Linked DNA regions of Pan troglodytes: region 2 is linked to region 1. The links are chromatin contacts, called in public HiChIP or PLAC-seq maps. All regions are on one chromosome and are shown on one strand. Each heading gives the region's core, a stretch centred on a gene start, on an enhancer-like site or on the middle of the called end of the contact. The rest is flanking DNA. Distances are from core to core; before and after follow the strand shown.

Region 1 (4,287 bases), core at 511-3,010:
TAAATACCCGTTGAAATGGATGATCTAATTTTAATCCAAACAGGAGAGGGAAGAACAAACCACACCATGTGCAAATATAATTTCCAGGTATACTGCTACATTAGGTTGAATCAAAAGAAATTAGTATTTGGTATTTTCAAAATACTAAGCAGAAAACCTCAGGAATTTTACAAAACATATCATCAAAATCTAAAACTATTAATTTCTCATAGTCTTGCTATTCATTTTTTGTTCAACAAATATTTGACACTTACGTGTAGGGCACTATTTAGTACTAAGAGTCCTGGAGCTTGCAAATGTGAACAAGAAGCTTTGCTTCCTGCTATTAAAGAGATTAATAGTCAAAAGTGGTGACTAGTCATCACTCGCATAATCGGTGAAAACATAAAAGGCGCCCAGTCCAACAGCTTTTCCCACATTCCTCCCCGCCACCCACCTCCAGAAGGAGTCTTGCTTGGTCACTCAGGCTCACTGCAACCTCCGCCTGCCGGGTTCAATCAATTCTTCTGCCTCAGCCTCCGGAGTAGCTGGGATTACAGGTGCACCCCACCACGCCCAGCTAATTTTTGTATTTTCAGTAGAAATGGGGTTTCACCATGTTGGCCAGGCTGGTCTTGAACTCCTGACCTCGTGATCCACCCACTTTGGCCTTCCAAAGTGCTGGGATTACAGGTGTAAGCCACCAAGCCCAGCGGTCACACATTCTTTCAACTGTTTGTTTCCACCTTTATTATAAAGTATTTATAAAGAGGGATCCAGAGTCCCTCACCTGGTTCAGAACCTTGGGTGACCCTTGGCAGGTCACTAACCCTGTGAGCCACAGCCACATTTGTAAAAGTGGGATAATAGTCACACATTGTGAGGTTGTTCACAGTGTTGGCACATGGTAAGGGCTAAGACACTTGATTAGCATAATATTCAAAATTAGAAATTGTACACTATTGTACTCTCTTTCAAAAGGCAAACAGCCTAAAACTGTTTGGAAAAAACAGCTTGTACAGTATATTGTACACTTCCTGTGATAGACTAGTGGACTGATACACCCACTAATGCACAGCAGTAATAGTCCACCTCTTTACACATTATGCATGTTAAGTGACAAAAAAACTCACTTTAAAAGGCCAAATGATAAAAACATCAGCCTTGAGGCTCTTCGATATAGAGTAAATCATATCTTCCTGCAAACCAAGGATTAGTATCATAATACCTGAAAGAGGAAAACTTAACTCTAACATTCAAGAAAATTGGCGGCAGGAATACACCTCGGCTTCTAGGAGTCGGTAGTTTAAAATACAGGAGGAAAAAAAAAAAAAGCTTGACCCCGACGTGATTCGAACACGCAGCCTTCTGATCTGGAGTCAGACGCGCTACCGTTGCGCCACGAGGTCCTGCTGGGCTGTGGCTCACGCAGTTTCTTAGGACACCAGTAAATGGCGTTTCTTCCAGGGGTACCCGTCTTTCTCTTCCATTTACTCTCTGCCCCTCCACCCAGTATCTGTCGGACCAGGAGACCGATTCCTTCAGCGTCCAAACTTTCCTGACTGCTAGTCCTCTAACCAAGGCTGGGACGTAACCAGCGGAAGCGGGAGAACGGGGCTTCCCGTTTAGTCGGGTCTCCAGGATCAAAGGAAATTTGGCCCTTCCTTTTCTTTACCAAATGATTTCCGTTCTTACCCGCCCTGCCCCCGCCCCGTTAGGCGCGAGACTCCGCCCTCTCTCCCCTCCCCCAACAGGTTCCGCGCGCTGAGTTCGCGACCTCGAGTTGTAATCTGGCGGGGCGCCACTCAGCCGGCGCAGGCCTTCGCAAGATGGCGGCTGGAGGCAAGGGCAGAGGCCTTCAGAGCGTTTTCTTTTTCCCTTTCCTCCCTTCCTGCAAACAATGTAAGGCATTTTCTCTCAGGGGAGGCTTTCACTCCATGGTGGGCATTAAGGTTAAAAGTCACCATTTTGAAGACAGGGTTGTGCACTTAAGGGAGCTGGTTTAGCATATTATGTTTAACAGCAGTGTCCTGTCATTGAATGATACAGAAAATAATAACTGTCGCCAAAAAATACAGACATTTATCTCCCCGTCGGGGAATTGAACCCCGGTCTCCCGCGTGACAGGCGGGGATACTAACCACTATACTAACGAGGAGCTGTTAGAAAGGGTATGTTTTTTCTCAGACAGCCCTTCAAGGAGCAGTAAGATCCTTCCAGCGCTCCGTCACCTTCCGCCTGCCCCCGGGAAGTACGAAAGTCCGGTCTCTTGGAGCCGCTGCTTAGGCTTATTGTCCTCTCTGGGCGCTTTGTATTCTTGATGTTGGTGGGAAGAATAAAAGGTGTGGAATATGTGAAGCAAACGCGCTTCCCATGTTAGTGCTAGAGAAGTGTGTGAAAATAGTTTTTCCGAGGCTCTTGACGCTTTCTAAATGATTTAGGTTGCGGGCCTGAGTTTGTTTTTTTTTTTAACTGACCACTGGTATGTGACTTGCGGCTGAGCCTTTCCCTTACAAATTTATACTTTCACTCTGAAGTTCAAGTTCAAGGATAGCATATGGCTGCCAGATGTCTGGGACAGTTAGGGTTGCCACGGTCTCGTGCCTCTTCAAACAAGTCATAAGTCTTTTTTTTTGAGAGGAAGTCTCGCTCTGTCCCCTAGGCTGGAGTGCAGTGTTGCGATCTGGGCTCACTACAACCTCCACCTCCAAGGCTCAAGTGATTCTCCCGCCTCAGCCTCTCGAGTAGCTGGGATTACAGGCGCGCACCACCATGCCTGGCTAATTTTTGTATTTTACTAGAGACGCGGGGTGTGTTTGGGGGGGGGGTTCACCATGTTGGCCAGACTGGTCTCGAACTCGTGACCTTTAGTGATCCACCTGCCTCGGCCTCCCAAAGTGCTGGGATTTACAGGCGTGAGCCACCGCGCCCGGCCAATTCACACACTTTTGTAACACAAAAGCGCCCAATGAAATGACCAGCTGCGGGCAAATGAAATTTTATCAAAATTTTATCAGCCGACTTCTGTTTCGCTCTCTGTAGGCGGCTACAGTTTAACTGGAAGTGACAAACGTAAGTATGTAAATGGCTAAATAATAATGCGTTTAAATAATTCAAAACCAGGATGTGCCACTGATTAAACATATGGGTTAGGAAAGTGCACTAATCGGATAATTTGATAATTTGTGTCATCCTAAACCCGTTCATAGACAGGATGAACCCTCTTCCCAGGGATACTAAGAGAGCCTTATATGTAAACTTTTTTTTTTGAGACGGAGTTTCACTCTTGTTGCCCAGGCTGGAGTGCAGTGGTGCGATCTTGGCTCACTGCCACCTCCGTCCCCCGGGTTCAAGCGATTCTCCTGTCTCAGCCTTCCGAGTAGCTGGGATTACAGGTGCCCGCCAACACGCCTGGCCAATTTGTATTTCTAGTAGAGATGGTAATTCACCACGTTGGTCAGGCTGGTCTCGAACTCCTGACCTAAGGTGATCCACCCACCTCGGCCTCCCAAAGTGCTGGGATTACAGGCGTGAGCCACCGCGCCTGGCTATAAACTTTTGATTTTCTCTAAAGGAGTGTGTTTATAGGCACAGATAAACTGACCTGATTGAAAGCGTTTCATTATAGAACTTAAACTTACGTGTCTCGTCTCCGACCCAACCAATCAGGACTCCCAACTCACTGACCCCTACCCAACAAATTATCCTTAAAGATAATAAAAATAACAACAACAACAACAACAAAAACCCCACATATGTGTCTTAAGGAATCCCTTGTTTCTAGTGTGCTACGAATTAATGTATTATCCATCATAAATTATAAGGTATTTTTCATGTGATGGAAGGGATAATTTTTTTAATGCAGATATTAAACAAATGGCAGTTTCTGAGGCTTGTTTTGGCTTTTCTTTCTTTTTTGCTCTCATTATTATTATTATTATTATTTGAGACGGAGTCTTGCTCTGTCGCCCAGGCAGGAGTGCAATGGCGCGCTCTCGGCTCACTGCAACTTCCGCCTTCTGGGTTCGGGCGATTCCTCTGCCTTAGCCTCCCGAGTAGCTGGAACTACAGGCGCACGCCACCACTACCTTTTGTATTTTTAGTAGAGACGGGGGTTTCACCATGTTAGTCAGGCTGGTCTCAAACTCCTGACCTCAAGTGATCCACCCGCCTCGGCCTCAAGCGGCCGCGCTCAGCCCTTTTTCACTCTCTCTCTCTTTTCTTTTTTTGAGACGCAGTTTTGCTCTTGTTGCCCAGGTTGGAGTGCAATGGCACAATCTTGGCTCATTGCAACGTCTGCCTCCCGAG
Region 2 (4,153 bases), core at 817-3,316, 140 kb before region 1:
CACCATGTTGACCAGGCTGGTCTTGAATTCCTGACCTCAGGTGATCCACCCGCCACAGCCTCCGAAAGTGCTGGGATTACACTTGTGAGCCCCACCATGCCCGGCCTCTACTGTCAATTTTTTTTAACACACATTATCATTTCTTACAATAAAATACTTCCTTTTTTAATTAAGATTGTATAAAATAGTGATTACATTGAAGTCAATATTAAGAGACTTCTTGTTTTCCTTATCAAACATAAGAGTGAATAGAGCATTGTTACTATTGAGTATTAGTTCTCATTCAAGGAGGATGTCAGCTCTAGGTCCTCCTTGCTAAACACATTTCCCACAAAGCAACAGGAAACACTTTCTGATGTGATTTCTCAGACCAGGAGGACATGAGGAAAGAATAACAGCCTTTATAGTAAAATACTTGACGTTTCTAGCAAGTTTATTTCAAATATAATGCAAATTTTTCCATGGGCATAAAACCCAGTTCACAATCTCTGCCAAGTTTTCAAAACATTAACAGAACTTTACACAATGTATAGAGTGAAAGAGTCTAAACGGGTTTATCAATTCATTCATTCAATACACATTTGTGCGCCTCCCTATATGTCAGACACCAAGACTACAGAAAAGATTGGGTCATTTGCCTGAAATAATTCACAGTCTAGACAAAGAAGAAAAAGAGAGAGAGAGTGGGAATGTGAATGCCCGAAGTGCAAAAACAGAGCACAAGTAACTTGGAGCTCACAGAAGGGGGCAATAATTATCAAGCTTCAATGACTGTTTTTGAAGTCACCAAATGTAGCACTTGGAAAAATAGGGACGGACGTAGGGCATTTGCCTATGCTTGTCAAGGCTTACAAAATGCCCAGCAGGGGCACAAAACTGATAAAAAGTTATTGATTGGAATCAAAACTCTCATTTTTTAAAATGTTAATAACGTTTTTGTCCTCTTAAACATAAAATGTTCCTCAATTTATAGTAATGAAATTCGATGTGAAAAAACAAGAATGAATGAATTTTTTAGGTGATGTCCAATAGCTAAGCAAACAAGACACTCTGGTTTTCTGAAACTAATTTCCAATTTCACCTAGTCCTGTTAAACTAAAATATGCAAATCTTAAATACGTTTTAAAACTGCACAACTTATCTGAACTAAGTCTCAAAACATTTTGTAACCCACAACAAAATGGAAAGCCAAAACTCTTCATGGACGTAAAACAGAAAACAGCGCACGTTTATCCACGAAAACCCCAAGTTTACTACTTCCTCATTACAGAATTTCTCTTCCTGGTACAGGAGCAGGATGGTTATCAAATATTCCATGTCCTCAAATTCTCAGTCCCTGAAATCAGCTACCGAGCCTCCAAAGAACCTGGCTCGGGGAGAAAAGCGAGGAGGTCAACTTACCCAAGCCTTTGCGCCTAGGTCTTACTGGGAAGGGCGGCACTGCCGGGACAAGACTGGGAGACTCCAGGTCGGTGGAGGGAAACGGCAACAGGAGTTTTCCACCGGGAATTAGGGGTGCAGGGCTCTGTCTCGTCACATACCCTTCGCCCCGGGGCAGGTCCGGGCCTCACAGGCGCCTCCCCTGGATCTCTGCAGCCCCGGGGCGCACGAAGACCCCCAGGGACCTCCGAAGGTTGGCGAGGTGGGCGTCCACCCAACGCAGCCTGACCCCACAGTCCCGGAACGCCGCGGTGAGGCCCGGCCCACGGGCCGCCCTCCGGTGGACCCCACTCCTGGACACAAAGGGAGGAGGTCTTCCCGGCCTGTGGCGCCCTTCCCCCGACGGCGGCTGCACCCCGGAGGGAGCCCGGCGCTACTCCGGATGCCGCTGCGGCACCTCAAGTCTTCGCGGGTCGCCGACTGCCCAGACTCCCCACCTCTGGTTCTATCCCTTTTGCCCGGGATAGAGCAGTCACGTCCACTCGCTACCTCTTCTTCTCCGCCTCTGGACAGCGGAACAGTCAAATCCCGCCGGATCCACCCAGCCCGGACGGCGCGCGCCCGCTTATGCAAATAAACACACCCCAAGCTCCAAGGGGCGGCCACCGCTGCCGCCGCGCACTCCTGCCACGGCTCGTGCCCGCGCCCGTAGAAGTGCCCGCCTACCCCGCGGACGGGGTGTGGCTAAGCCTCAGGGACGCGCCGCGTTCCCACCAATGCCGGACTCGGGCAGCGGCGGCGCGCCCGACGTGGCGCGCGCGACCCCTTCGTCCTGCCCCTCCTCCTCGGGTCCCGTCGGCCTGCGCGCGCCCGGGAGTTTGAATTTCCTCGGATTTGGAGCAATATCGCAGTGGAAGGCGCTGTGGGGTGAGGTCGCCGCCCACCTCTCCTAGGAGAACTATGGAGCTGGCAGCTGAAAGACTCAGTGAAGCAACGAGGATGGCGGGGAGAGGGAAGGGGCTGGGCTCTGGGCGGTGCCAAGTCTGTGAGGGGGCGCGGTCACCGCCCAGGGTTCCCACGAACGCCAAGGCGGCCACGTCCTGCTCCCCCTGGTGAAGAAGCTACCCTGGGCTTGTCGTCCTAGGGTCTCCAGACATGTCTGAGGTGAAGAGCCGGAAGAAGTCGGGGCCCAAGGGAGCCCCTGCTGCGGAGCCCGGGAAGCGGAGCGAGGGCGGGAAGACCCCCGTGGCCCGGGGCAGCGGAGGCGGGGGCTGGGCAGACCCCCGAACGTGCCTGAGCCTGCTGTCGCTGGGGACGTGCCTGGGCCTGGCCTGGTAAGTGGACGCGAGGCTGCCTGGGCCGGCCTCCTGTGGGCCCCCTGCTGTTTGGGCTCCCACCCGGCTCAACATCCTGCCGGAGGTGATCCAACCTCCCAGACCTGGGCCTTCTGTGCCTCTGTCTTGACCCCAAAGGAAGGAAACAGCCCAGCCTTGTTTTTCCCTTTCGGGCGTTTCTTGTATCTCATTTTCCCCCGTGCTGGTAGCATGCCCCTATCGCTCAGAAGGAGTTGAGGCTAAGGTTTGGGAACGAGCCATTTGTTAAGAGCTGCAGATTCGGCCACGCTTTCTGAAGCTCCCGCTACACGTCAGAAGCGTTCACGTTGTTATAAACCGTTACTTCCTGTCCGCTGTGCCCCATTCCGGGACACATCTGCCCCACCCTACTCACCCCATAAATAGCTAATGGAAATACGTGCAACCTTAAAACAGATCATTATGTTTGGAGACCGAGGCAGGTGGATCACTTGAGGTCAGGAGTTCGAGACTAGCCTGGCCAACATGGTGAAACCCCATCTCTACCAAAAATACGAATAATCAGCCGGGCGTGGTGGCGGGCGCCTGTAGTCCCGGTTCCTCCGGAGGCTGAGGCAGGAGAATCGCTTGAACCCGGGAGGCGGAGGTTGCTATGAGCCAAGATCACACCACTGCACTCCAGCCTGGGCGACCGAGCGAGACTCCGTCTCAAAAAAAAAAAAAAAAAAAAGAAAAGAAAAAAAAAAAAAAAAAGAAAACCATACCATTATGATCCCAAAGGAGCAAACGTTATAGTAGCAGAGCTTGGAGGAGTGCTCATATTTTGATCACCGTGCATGCATTATGAATTTAAGGTCTTTTATTAAGTAAGTTACAGATTGAATATGGTAAAGCTACAAAAACATAGCACTTGTGTTCACTTAAAACTAACCAGTTGCAGTTTTAAAATCAGGTAAATGGCGATATATTGGTGTCATTAGGAAAAATGAATATTAGAAATAACCTTAAAACCAACTCGTAAAAAAAGAAAAAAGAAAAAAACCAACTTGTGAGTTTTATTTTCCCAGTCTTTTTTTTTTCTGGGGGGAGGAGGGAATAGCCCATTTCATTTTAATAAGATTGGCATCTTAATAGAATTTTTCTCCATTTTTCATTCATGTGTAAAGTTATTTAGTAAGACTGTTGTTAATCTTCCAGAGTGATAGAATTTTAGAAGAGACCCTGGACATCTAGACATTTTTTATGCTATTACATATGGAATTATACTTTACTGGTGACTCATCCCAAATAGTGTATTTTTCAGAGTTAAAAGATTTGTTACGGCTGGGCGCGGTGGCTCACACCTGTAATCCCAGCACTTTGGGAGCCCGAGGTGGGCAGATCATGAGGTCAGGAGTTCAAGACCAAGCTGGCCAACATGGTGAAACCCTGTCTCTACAAAAAATACAGAAATTAGCCAG

Evidence for each region. HiChIP or PLAC-seq counts read pairs in DNA pulled down with a chosen protein or histone mark.
Region 2: an H3K4me3 HiChIP or PLAC-seq map of stem cell-derived excitatory neurons shows a contact between it and region 1, with 4 times the contacts expected there. The contact joins the promoter of APAF1 here to the promoter of LOC104001655 in region 1. A contact is called at or near these places in 1 of 7 Hi-C or Micro-C datasets (stem cell-derived neural progenitor cells), 1 of 1 datasets of contacts at active chromatin or transcription factors (stem cell-derived excitatory neurons) and 1 of 1 other capture datasets (stem cell-derived neural stem cells).

Annotation. Positions count from the first base shown.
Region 1 is chr10:105,332,502-105,336,788 of NHGRI_mPanTro3-v2.0_pri, reverse strand. LOC104001655 (putative uncharacterized protein encoded by LINC00596) reads left to right here and starts at 1,760. Exons shown (of 6, transcript XR_008538329.2): 1 at 1,760-1,881. TRNAW-CCA (transfer RNA tryptophan (anticodon CCA)) reads right to left here and starts at 1,388; the gene lies at 1,317-1,388.
Region 2 is chr10:105,468,612-105,472,764 of NHGRI_mPanTro3-v2.0_pri, reverse strand. APAF1 (apoptotic peptidase activating factor 1) reads right to left here and starts at 2,066. Exons shown (of 27, transcript XM_003313880.6): 1 at 1,402-2,066. It overlaps IKBIP (IKBKB interacting protein), which reads left to right and starts at 2,386. Exons shown (of 2, transcript XM_024348248.3): 1 at 2,386-2,714. The coding sequence starts at 2,536.